Linked DNA regions of Sus scrofa: region 1 is linked to region 2. The links are chromatin contacts, called in public Hi-C maps. All regions are on one chromosome and are shown on one strand. The core of a region is the stretch at or near the end of the contact, and the rest is flanking DNA. Distances in the headings are between cores, read along the strand shown.

The links. Hi-C and Micro-C count contacts between places; a contact is called where the count stands out from the background.
Region 1: a Hi-C map of embryonic fibroblasts shows a contact between it and region 2, with 2.7 times the contacts expected there. The contact joins the promoter of ZNF516 here to the enhancer-like site in region 2. A contact is called at or near these places in 9 of 47 Hi-C or Micro-C datasets (adipocytes, embryonic fibroblasts, epiblast stem cells and 4 more) and 2 of 2 datasets of contacts at active chromatin or transcription factors (alveolar macrophages and skeletal muscle).

What each region holds. Positions count from the first base shown.
Region 1 is chr1:147,984,434-147,989,840 of Sscrofa11.1, reverse strand. ZNF516 (zinc finger protein 516) reads right to left here and starts at 2,181. Exons shown (of 7, transcript XM_021099077.1): 1 at 2,065-2,181.
Region 2 is chr1:147,844,226-147,849,915 of Sscrofa11.1, reverse strand. LOC102168188 (a long non-coding RNA gene) reads left to right here. Exons shown (of 3, transcript XR_301093.3): 3 at 1-1,260. Among named protein-coding and RNA genes, the nearest start is that of ZNF236, 65 kb to the right of the region's middle. Within about 2 kb of position 2,230, at least 9 of the 83 cell types and tissues checked have an H3K27ac peak or open chromatin away from gene starts, as enhancers often do. A contact at or near this core is called in alveolar macrophages and embryonic fibroblasts, where this site is marked.

The DNA of each region.
Region 1 (5,407 bases), core at 932-3,431, 140 kb before region 2:
CACCTATGAGACTCAAATATCCCCACGAAGGAGCAAGTAAGGTAAATGAAGTTAAAGTTTAATTCATGGAAGTGGAGACAAGGTGATTTTAGCACCGACCTGTTTTTAAAACCATCTCTCATTCTATCCACTCTGTATTGGTCTCTAAAACAACATCTTAGAAAGAAAGGTGGAACTTCAGAGTCCCAAGAAAACTTTAATCTCTAAATTAGTCAACTTAAAAGGTCTTATACAAGTAACAATGGGATTAACACTGGCGACGTAAACTATTCTCGGGTCATCAGTGACTAATGCCACTTAACACATCCAAAACTTAAAGTTCTTGATGGAGTTATGTTTCAGTATCCTAAACCATTTGGAAAGATTACTCTGACAAACAAAAGCTTTCAGAAACAAAACTAAGCAAAACTCCTCTCTCTCTCTTTCCACTGTTGACTCCTGGACCTACCAAATATGCTTCCTGGCCACTTTGTTTCATTTTAGAGACATTCTCATTCCTCTTAGATAGCTTTACTGCACACCTTTTGGGATTTTTTTTTTTTTTTTTGATGTGCTGTTTCAGTATATTCAAACAAGTTTAACAAAACAAAGCCCTACTAACAAACTAGAAAAATACTTGACATAATATATTTATATCTTAACACATCAAAATTCTAATTCCACTACCAAAATACTTGAGTGGCTGGAGGGGGGGCACCCCCAGGCCCATTCAGCACAATTCAGGAGTCGCTGTTGTGAAACCAAGTCTGTCCTTCTCAAGGAGCTGAACTCTCAGACCCAGGTTCCTAAGGCCAGCTCCACACCCTCCAATGTTACACGGAGAGGAAAATGCTCCAATTCATGTGTGGCAGTGGCATGTGGTCTATTTAATTCTGGCCAGTCTGTGTAAATATAAGTAACACAGCTATTTTGACGCGGCAATCAAAGAATGCAAGAGAATATGAAGGAGGAACAAACAAATGATAAAATGAGCTCTTTTTTGAGGGGCAGGAGAAAGATCCTACCAAATAGCACGCATGCCTAGTTCCTTAAAGTAGCACTTACATTCCTAAACCAAAATACTCCAATCATATTAATAGGGCAGCGTGAAAAATAATCTGGAGAAGATCCTGTAGGGAGAAGACCCACCCTCCCATCGCCTCTCAGCAGTCCTTTAAGTGTATTTATTACATAGCCACGGGGTGCGAGCACCTCAATGTTTAAATCATCTTTAATCAAGATTTGAGACCTAAGGGCACGTTCGTGGGGGAAAATGCCTTCCGGTTGCACGTTTAATTCAGACTTTTGTGACTCTCCTTTAAGTCAGTGCTCTGCGCCGCCCAAGGTCCCGCAGCCCTGCCCTTTGTTACAGTATAGACCCTGCCGACAGGCTCGGCCCCCCGCCACGGACACCCGGGGCTTCCAGCTCCAGCCCAGATTGCATGCGGGTCCCACGGCGGACAAGCATCAGGTCCCACGGGCAGGACGCAACTCCACGCGCCTCAACCCCGCACAAGGATGCCCGAGCCGGTGCCCACCGGCGGCTAGCGCCCAAATCCGCGCGCTGGCCCCGGCCTGGGACCTAATCAGGTATGAACACTTATGTAATCGCGCAGGGGCCACGCCTTTCCCACCGCCCCACCTCCGCCCGGACAAAGTGAAGTTTAAAATAGAAACCAATTACCTGGCCTGGGCAGCGCCTCGGCGCCTGGAGCGCGGTCCGCGCAGCCACGCGCACCCAGGGCCCCGGCCCCCACTCCCCCGCCCCCACAGACCCCCGTCCCGGCCCACACTCCCCCTACCCCCGCAGACCCCAGTCGGAGCTCTCACTCCCCCGCCCCCTTCAGACTCCCGCCCCGGCCCTCATCCCCCACTCCAGCTAACCCCCTCCCGGGTCCCCACTGCCCCAGCCCCGAGCAGACCCCGCCCCAGTCAGGACCCTACTCCCAGACCAGGCCCTCACTCCCGGGCCAGGCCCCCCATTCTCCCGCCCCCACGCAGCCCCGGGCCCTGCCTGCCCCACCCCCCCAGACCCATTCCCCCGATCCGTCCCCGGCCAGACCCCCTCCCCCGGCCCGCACGGACCCCCGCCTTTGTTACGGTGCGAAGTTGGGCCGTGGGTCCCCGTCTCTTTCACTTCTTGGGTTACAGTGCAGGCTTGTGACGTCCGCTCCACATGACGGGGGCGGGGGGCGGGCACCGGGGGGCGGGGGCGCGGGCCGGGTCCTCCCCCACCTCTCCGCCCATCCCTCCCCGCCTACAGCCCTCCCCCAGTAAACTGGGCCTCCAGAGGCCGCAGCCCAAGCCGCGGGGCGGGCAGGTAAATACTACCCCCCTCCCCCCGTCAGGCGCCCTGGGACCAGCGCCGCACCCGCGGGAGAAACAGAAATAGGAATGATTTAATCCAGCGACACCTCCCCCTACTGCCCATTCCTCAATCCGCGATCTCACAGAGATTGGGGAAGGAGAGGGGCAGAATCGGGTAGTATTCGGATTTAGGGAGCGGAAATGGCCCGGCGGGCGACGCGGGCTGGACCCCACCTTGTAACCGAGTTAGGATCTTGCTGGGGGAGGACGAAGGTCTCCTGGGTTGGCCAGTGGACTATCGGGATGACCTCCGTGCGGCCCTGCAGGCGGACACACTGTGCGTGGACGAGGCCCGGGCGCGGGATCCCTCCCAGGGATCCCCCTGCAGGGGTCTCGGGGAAGGAGGGGGTACACGTGTGTCCTTAACCCGTTCCCTGCAGCAGCAGCATCCATCTCTGAGCGAAGCAGCAAAGCAACTCCAGCACTGAACAGAGCTGCTCCTTGGTCCCTTACACACACACACACACACACACACACACACACAGAGCACTACTAATATTCCTAGAGAAGTTGGTGCCCTACTAAACCCAGAGGAAACGTGGGGGGGCCCGTGACGCACTCCGCCGGTGAATGTGCCCATTGTGCCGGGGAGCCGTTGCCAGTGCTTCGCATTCTTAAGTAGGTGGGCAGTAAAATTGCACTGACCCTGGGCAGGTCACATTCTATAATTTGCCACGGCCTAAATATCAACTTCCAGTGAGAAAATAAAATTTGAAGTTGGAAGGTACATGCTGTCCTTCACTTTTTCTAGAGTTAACAACAGTTTCAACAATCCTGGACCTCGATACGCCTAGCGAGTGACGAGTAGAATCCATCACTCTGACCCCAGGCGCTCAGGGCGCGCCTGCCGCGTGGGAACGAGACGGAAGGAACCACACATTTCGATCCCCCAACCTCTGAGAAGCATAATCACATCCCTCCTTTTCTTCCCCTTCTGCAGGTTTCGACTTGCATCCGAAAGCACTTCTTTTGCCCGTTCTTTACAGAACACTCGGAGGAGGCAAGGTCTCTATTTGGAATGCTGCATGCCCACCTAGCTGCAAAGATTCAGATAATAGCGTGTCCGTGTATACAGCTCATAACTGTGCAAATCAGGACCCTGCGGATGCGCGGGGCTGGTCGGACTTAGTGTGCAGACACATGGGCGCATGCACGCGCGCGCGCGTACACACTCACACCCCAAATTACCTCCGGGATGGAGAAAGCCGCTGCGGATTGGCCCGGAGAGCCGTCACTCACACCCAGGGGGCAGGGAGACTTTGCAAGGCTGTTTCCTTCCACCACCCCCCCTTCATTTATTGGTAAAACAACAGCAGAGCTCTGAAAGTTAGCCTTCTGCACCGAGAGTTTGCCTTCTTTAAACGAGGGAGGCATCATACGATATCCATTTAAATCTATTTTCTACTTCCACAGTGGATGAAAGGGGAAATTAGCAATCGGGATGGGGGCGGAGAGGCAGCTCGCTGTAAAAAGGAGGGGGTCATCCGGGAGGGGTGGACGCAGGGAGAAGAGTTGTTCTCAACACCCAAAAGGGACTTTGACCTTTCATTGATCTCGAAATTAAAAAATGTTTTTCACAGGTCAGATTGTATCAAACGCCGGTCCTAATTGATGAACTCATTATTTTAATTTTATTATTTAAACACACGCCAGCAATCGTGTTTCCTTAAGAAAGAACTGACCTATTTTTGGCTGGAGATAAAGGATCATGTTAACAGATGTTAATCTTGTAATCTGTTTTTCCTGTAAGCACTTTACATACCCGGGTTTCAGACCTTAAAAATAACATCTTTTCCAAAAAGACCTGACGTCACAATTCACTCGCTGAAAAATCGCTCCCCCTCTCCAGTTTTTTTCCTCCGCAATGATTTCAAAGACATTAAATCTTTTTCACTTTATAAATGCTGATTTGTTCTGCCTCAACTCCCACAGGCTTTTATTTGCATTTCAAATTCCACAGGTTACACCAGTCGCCTTTTCAAAAAATGTAAACCAACAATGAAGCAGCAAATGGCTTTTTGTGCGTCTGGATTAAATAAGGCACAGAATAAATATATTTTAAAAGAGGGCTGAGCAAGTTGTTCTTTGCACACCCGGAGATCAAGTAATTCTTTATCAATAAACCCAGCGGAATGATTAAGACACAGACACACAACACCAGAAGCTCCTGGTCAGATCCTGGTCTGCTGCGAGGAGCTTATTACCGCTGATAATAAATGGGGCTGACTTACAGACCCACATTTTTCGGGTAAAAGGCTCGGTCTCTCTGGTCCGTAGCAGCAGGACCCCAGCCCACCAAGGCCGATTGTCACCGCACACCAACCTTCCTCCACGAACCGCTGTTTTAAATACCCAGCTCGGCTGGCTTTTAACAAACTTATTCATACAAAGTTTCTCTAAAACTTGATGACGAGGCGGTTAATCTAAATGCTAATCATAACTCTTCAGTAGGTTAGCTCACCATGGAAATGGCAGGCAAGGAGCTTTACCAACCCCCCCCCCCCAACCACACACCCCAAGTATTCTTCCCTTGCGTATACTCGGGTAAATATCGTGATCAATACCTCCCCCACCCCCATCCCAGCCAGGCTGGGTGCATCTCGGAGGAGCCCCTGCCACCCTGACCCCCTCTCCTCATCCCTCCTCAGAGTCCTTGCAGAACCCTCGCCCCCGCCCCCACCGCTGCCCTAACTTCCCTTCCAAGCTCTCACTTCTTTAATGTTAGGGTCACTTAGGCTCTCGCAGATGATGGGCACGCAGCCAGGGGAGGGGGAGGAAAAACAACGCCCCTCCCCGCAAACACGGCCCCGAGGCAGCAGCGCTCGGTGCCCACAGGCATCGATCCCATCAGCCAAACCCTTAATAATTGAAGCGGCTCCTCGGGCCCGCAGCCCCATCACCCACCTTCATTAGCCGGAGCGTTTTACTTTAAAGTAAGGCAATTTGCTCTTTGTCTCCTAATGGATGGTGAGCGCATCCAAGCTCCCCTCCTCCCGAGTCGCCTTTGACGAAGTGTACAAAGCCAGAGCCTCCTCCGCGCTCCCACCCCGGCCCCCACCCC
Region 2 (5,690 bases), core at 981-3,480:
GGGCCACAGACACCCGCAGTCGTGCAGGGCTCGCCTCCATGTGACTCCTCAATGTCAGCTGGCCTGAAGTGGGTGCTTCTGTTTATAAACGAATTCCTGTGCACAGCAAGTCTGGTGCAGCCTGGTGAGCCTGCTCTCAGTGCCAACAGCACAGTCCACAAGGCATGGCAACCCGTGACAACAGCAGATGGGATGTGTGATATCTCATTTCCATCTTTCATCATTAGTTTCCCACACTCGAGTCACACCTGGGCAAGTGCTCTGTCCATGGAAAACTGTTTGATGACACCCATCAAACAGGCCACATGTCACCACCAATGGGAAAGGATGGGCAGACTGAAGGTATCCCAGTGGGCTAAGTCTCTGCCAGCATGTCACGTCTATGCTCAGGTGTAACCGACAGAGCGCCTCCCTCGTGTGCCCCCACTGTGGGACTCAGGCCCATTGGTCATGCTCTTTCAAAGCATCCCTGACTTTTCCTTCTGGCACCCAGGGCAAATTCCAAGGAGGATGCTTGGCAAGACCCTCTCCCTGGTAGATGCCTGCCTCCCCCACTTGTTGCCAAACTCCAGGAGCTGGGGTTTTCTGTTCTTTCTTCACTACTGTCTATAAAACCCTCAAGCACATGGAGACCCTCCAAGGACTGATCCTGGACGAAGGGCCCAGGGCCTTCTGGACAGACCACAGAGTCGAGAAACACTGGTCTTGCAAGGGCAGCTTCTGAGCCCTGAATGGCGGGATTCTGTTCTAACTGAAACTTTTGGTCAACAAGTTCCTTTCTGTAGTTGACCATCAAAATAGACTTTGTGTCATTTGCTTCTGACCTGACCCTGTGCTTTTTGTATCTGACTCACAGGTGGGTGACCCACAGCTCATTCAGACAGTTGTCACAGCCCCTGGGCACCGTTTCCAGTGAATGATGTTGACAGTAATTTTCTTATTTGTGTTAAGAGTTTGACCTCTTAAAAAAATGTAGTTTTACTCGCACTGCTAACATCAAAACACACACACAGCATGTTTCATAGGGGTTACTTTGAATCCGATACCTGTTTTCTATAGGCTGTCACTCTGGCAGTTTCTGGACCTGTCAGCTCTCAAACTCACCTCCTGGCTGGGAAGACGCTCCTTCTAGTAACTAATGTTCTTTCCTAGTGAAATTCAGAACCAGCTTTTCCACTGACCCAGATATTTCACATGCAGAAAAATGGACCATTCACAGTCAGAGGATGATGAGGACAGACTTGAATAAAGGCAACACTTCTCAACTCTTTTGGATTGTTTTCATTGTTTTGAGAATGTAATTTCTAGGGGAAAATTTTCTAATCCTGGTCACAAACCATCCCCCAAACAATAAGTGTTCCTAAGTATGGTTTTAATGAGTGATTTCTGAGGCTTTGCTTTCATGGCAGGAATTCATTCCTATAGCAATTGTCATGGTGCCCTGACGCGCACATTGATGAAATATATGTATAAAATATTAAAACAAGAGAGCCAGGATCAACGCTCGAATGAGCAAGAGTGACGTGACTGAGGGACAAGTTACAACATTAGAGGGGAAAAAAGCAACCCTAGACGTCTGCCTTTTATTCCTGGGAAATTACACACTGATGACTCGAACCCACAGACCTGGCAGCTACTCAGTCACGCAGGGGAATAAGGGAGCAAACAAGTGTCCAAACTTGATCCAATGGCTTCAAGTCTTGAAATGATGTGTTTTGCACTTGGAATGTTTTCAAGGTGCTAACACTTGGGATGGGTCTAAGTAGAATAAACCATGATTTTTTTTCCCCAAGACTAAAACAAACAAACGACAAATTGTAATGCACTAAATTGGACTGTAGATGCATGTTATTCTTTATAGGATCTGCCAAAGACTAAGGAATAGGTTTTCAACTTCAACAATATAATAGGCAGTTATTTTTATCAGCAAAAGTGAGCTTACTTGTGAATAGCCAGAAGAACTGCAATTCAGGATATATGAGCTATGGCGGACCACAGGCAAGTCAGGGAACGAGGAAGGGGAACTTGCTTTTATAGGGTAAAGGGGGAGTTAAGAGGAGCTGGTATACCCACAGAGTCCATTGCGGGGTCCAAAGCGTGGAGGCTTCCCATTGGTTAGGCTGCTACAGTTTCTGATTGGCTGGGCTGTGATGCAGTGGAGAGATGTCTTCTTCCTCTGGATGGTAAAGGGAGGCGCCTTCCTGTCCCAGGCTAGACTTTGTGCCTCCTCCTATCTGGAGTAATTGATGATGATGGCAGGCGTGAGAGCTCCTCCTACAGGCCTGTTCTGACTACGGCTTTAGCTGAGGTTCTCTAAATTAATTCCGAGGCCAGACAGGGAAAGGCAATGAGTGGTGCATTTTGCCTGAGGGCTAGGTGCTCCCAGAAATGTTCCTTTTCATTATAACTTGTCCTGCGGCTGATGCAGCCAAAATATCAGGGAGTTTCCTGTCCAGGTACTCAATCTTTGTGGAAGTTCCAGGCTCTAGGAGAGTTGCTTGGTGGCTGGCTCTTAGACAGGGGAGGGCAGAAGCTGCGACGGAGAGAGGTTGGCCACCTTTCAGTCCTCCTCCTGCGCACTTGAATGAAGTTACGTTCATTCTCAATCTGTGCTAAATCTTTAATCTTCATTAGAAATCCTTGTTTTGTCCAGGGTCCTTTAAGCTTGATATTTTCATGAAAAACATCTATCCAAGTACCAATGCACCCTCAGAAGGTAAAAATTTCTTCTTTTAATTTACAAAATTTACAGTAAAAAGAAACATAACATCTTTCTCTGATCAAGGTTTCCCTGTTTGAAATATCAAAAACCACACTGACTCACTGGGAAATAAGCTGGTGATCTTTGAAGGGGGTGGATTAGAAAAAGGTTGTATGGACCCATCTGACTTGAGCAAGACAATGTCATCCTACACAGCAGCCTTTCCTGAGGATGTTAAAGCACTTTATGGATATTAATTATCTCATTCATTCTCATCACTTTGTATGAGCCAAAGGCATTTGAGATCGCCAGTCACCCATCTCCCTAAACTAAGTATCTCAAGCCTCCATTTCCAGTTCAAAGTACTCTCAGCTCCTTGGAGTGCCCGTCGTGGTGCAGTGGTTGACGAGTCCGACTAGGAACCATGAGGTTGCAGGTTCGATCCCAGGCCTTGCTCAGTGGGTCGAGGATCTGGCGTTGCCGTGAGCTGTGTTGTAGGTCGCAGACTTGGCTCGGATCCCGAGTTGCTGTGGCTCTGGTGTAGGCCGGTGGCTACAGCTCCGATTCGACCCCTAGCCTGAGAACCTCCATATGCCTTGGGAGCGGCCCTAGAAAAGGCAAAAAGACAAACAAACAAACAAACAAAAAAAAAACCCAAAAAAACAGAAAAACGAAAAACAAAGTTCTCTCAGCTCCCTATTATTCAGAGATGTCATTGAGTTTATGAAGGATCCAGTCTCCTCTGGTTCTTTCTGTCTATTTTACTCAACCCTTTTTTTTTGTCTTTTTTGTCTTTTTAGGGCCACACCCGTGGCATATGAAGGTTCCCAGGCTAGGCATTGAATTGGAGCTATTGCTGCTGGCCTACACCACAGCCACAGCAACTCGAGATCCAAGGCATGTCTGTGACCTACAACACAGATCACAGCAATGCCAGATCTTTAACTCATCGAGAGAGGCCAGGGATCAAAACTGAGTCCTCATGTATACTAGTTGGGTTTGTTAATCACTGAGCCAGGATGGGAACTTACTCAACTCTTTTGAATTGCTAAACATCTCTGCCTCTGCCCCATCTCTTCCCCCTTTTATACATGTTAATTTAGAAAAATTTGAAGGCTCATAGGCTCATGAACATTAAAAATTACTGGTGGATATTTGGTGTGTATCTATCTTAAAGAGTTTCATATTGCATGAGATCATGCATTTTATTTCCCTTGGTATTATGTCGTGTTTGTTAATATTATTTTTAATACATGATATATAATTATTTTCATGTATTTTATACCGCTATTATTAACAGTTGAGTACTATTTCAGCACAGGCAGAGCCTGTTTTATTGTGCTTTGCATTATTGCCCTCAGCAGATATCCTGTTTTTAACAGACTGAAGGTTTGCGGCAACCTTGTGTCCACTAAGTCTATCAATGCTATTTTTAACAGCATTTGCTCATTTTGTATCTCTGTGCCAGATTTTGCTAATTCTCACAATATTTCAAACTTTTTCACTATTATTATGATTGTTGTGGTGATCTGGCATTAATGAGTGATGTTTGATATTACTATTCAAAAAGACAATACACTGAAGGCTGAGGTGACAGAAATTTTTAGCAATAAAGTATTTTTAAATTAAGGTATGTACATTGCTTTTAAAATAGTGCTATTGCACACTAAATGGACCACAGTACAGTGCAAACATAACCTTTACATGCACTGGGAAGTCAAAAAAATTCATGTGAATTACTTAATTGCAATATTTGCTTTATTAGGGTATCAAGAACTGAACCCACAGTTTATCTTCAAGGTCTGCCTGTGTATGAATGTGCCAGAATTAAATTAACTAAACTCTTAAATCTAAACCCTGAGGTCATTTCAACATTTTTGCCGTTATAAAGTGCTGCCTCCAATCTAGACAATCAGCCTGGTCTGTACCCTTCTGAACCATTCCTGGTGGCCGAACAATTATATAAAAACTACATACTCATAAAGTTTTTAAAATTTTATTTTAAAAATGGTACAAATGGTATTATACCCCAAAACTCACTTATCTTACTTTAAAAAATATGTCATGAAAGATTCTTCCAGAGAGTTCTTTAAATAGCTGCATAATACATTATGGTATGAATATACTCCTATTTGCCCAGCCGTTTTCCTTGATAGGCATGCAAGTTATTTCTTGATTTTTGCAATGCAAATAATCCTATACTAGACACCCTTGAACATAAATACTAGTATATCCATGTGTTTACTTCCATAGCAGGACAAAGAATTGAAATTGCTGAGTGAAGTGGCATATTTGTAAGGTTACTAGATTTATTAGATGCACCTCTTATAGGCATTCACACCAAAGTGTATGAGAATTAAGTTTCTCTGTTTCTTTCAAACAGATGTTCCAGCTAGAAGTATCTTGTATGCAAAATATCACCAAAGAAATTGATGCCCAGAAAAGTAATGGGATTGTTGAAGGTCATATGGCTAAAAATCTCAGAGTCAGGACCAGGATCCAGGTCTCCCGATTCTCTGACTAGGGTTTTTTGCATAACAGTAGGGATGAGGGTGTTGCTATTGCTGGGTAACAAAGTAGTCACACACTTAGTAGCTTAAAAAAGAGTCATATATATTGCTATATTTCTGTGGATCAGCAATTTAGACTGGGCTCTACGAAGATGATTTTCTGAGTTGAGTTCTCTTGTGTCTCTGTGGTCAGCTATGGGTCAGCTCTCCTGTGCCCGCACCCTGCAGCATACACTCTGAGGCTTGTTTTCATGGCAGAGGCCCTAAGAGAGTGGAAATATCTAAGACCTCATGAGGCTTATATACTCAGGGCTATCAGATCATCACTACCCCATATTCGATGGTCAGAGAGAGCTGAAGGGCCAGCCCAGATTTGAAGGGTGAAGATCGACTCTGCCTCCTAAGGGGAGGAGCTGCAGTGTCACAGTGGAAAGGGCAAAGATGAAGAAAGACCTGGAGGATGGGAACCCTGTTTGCAA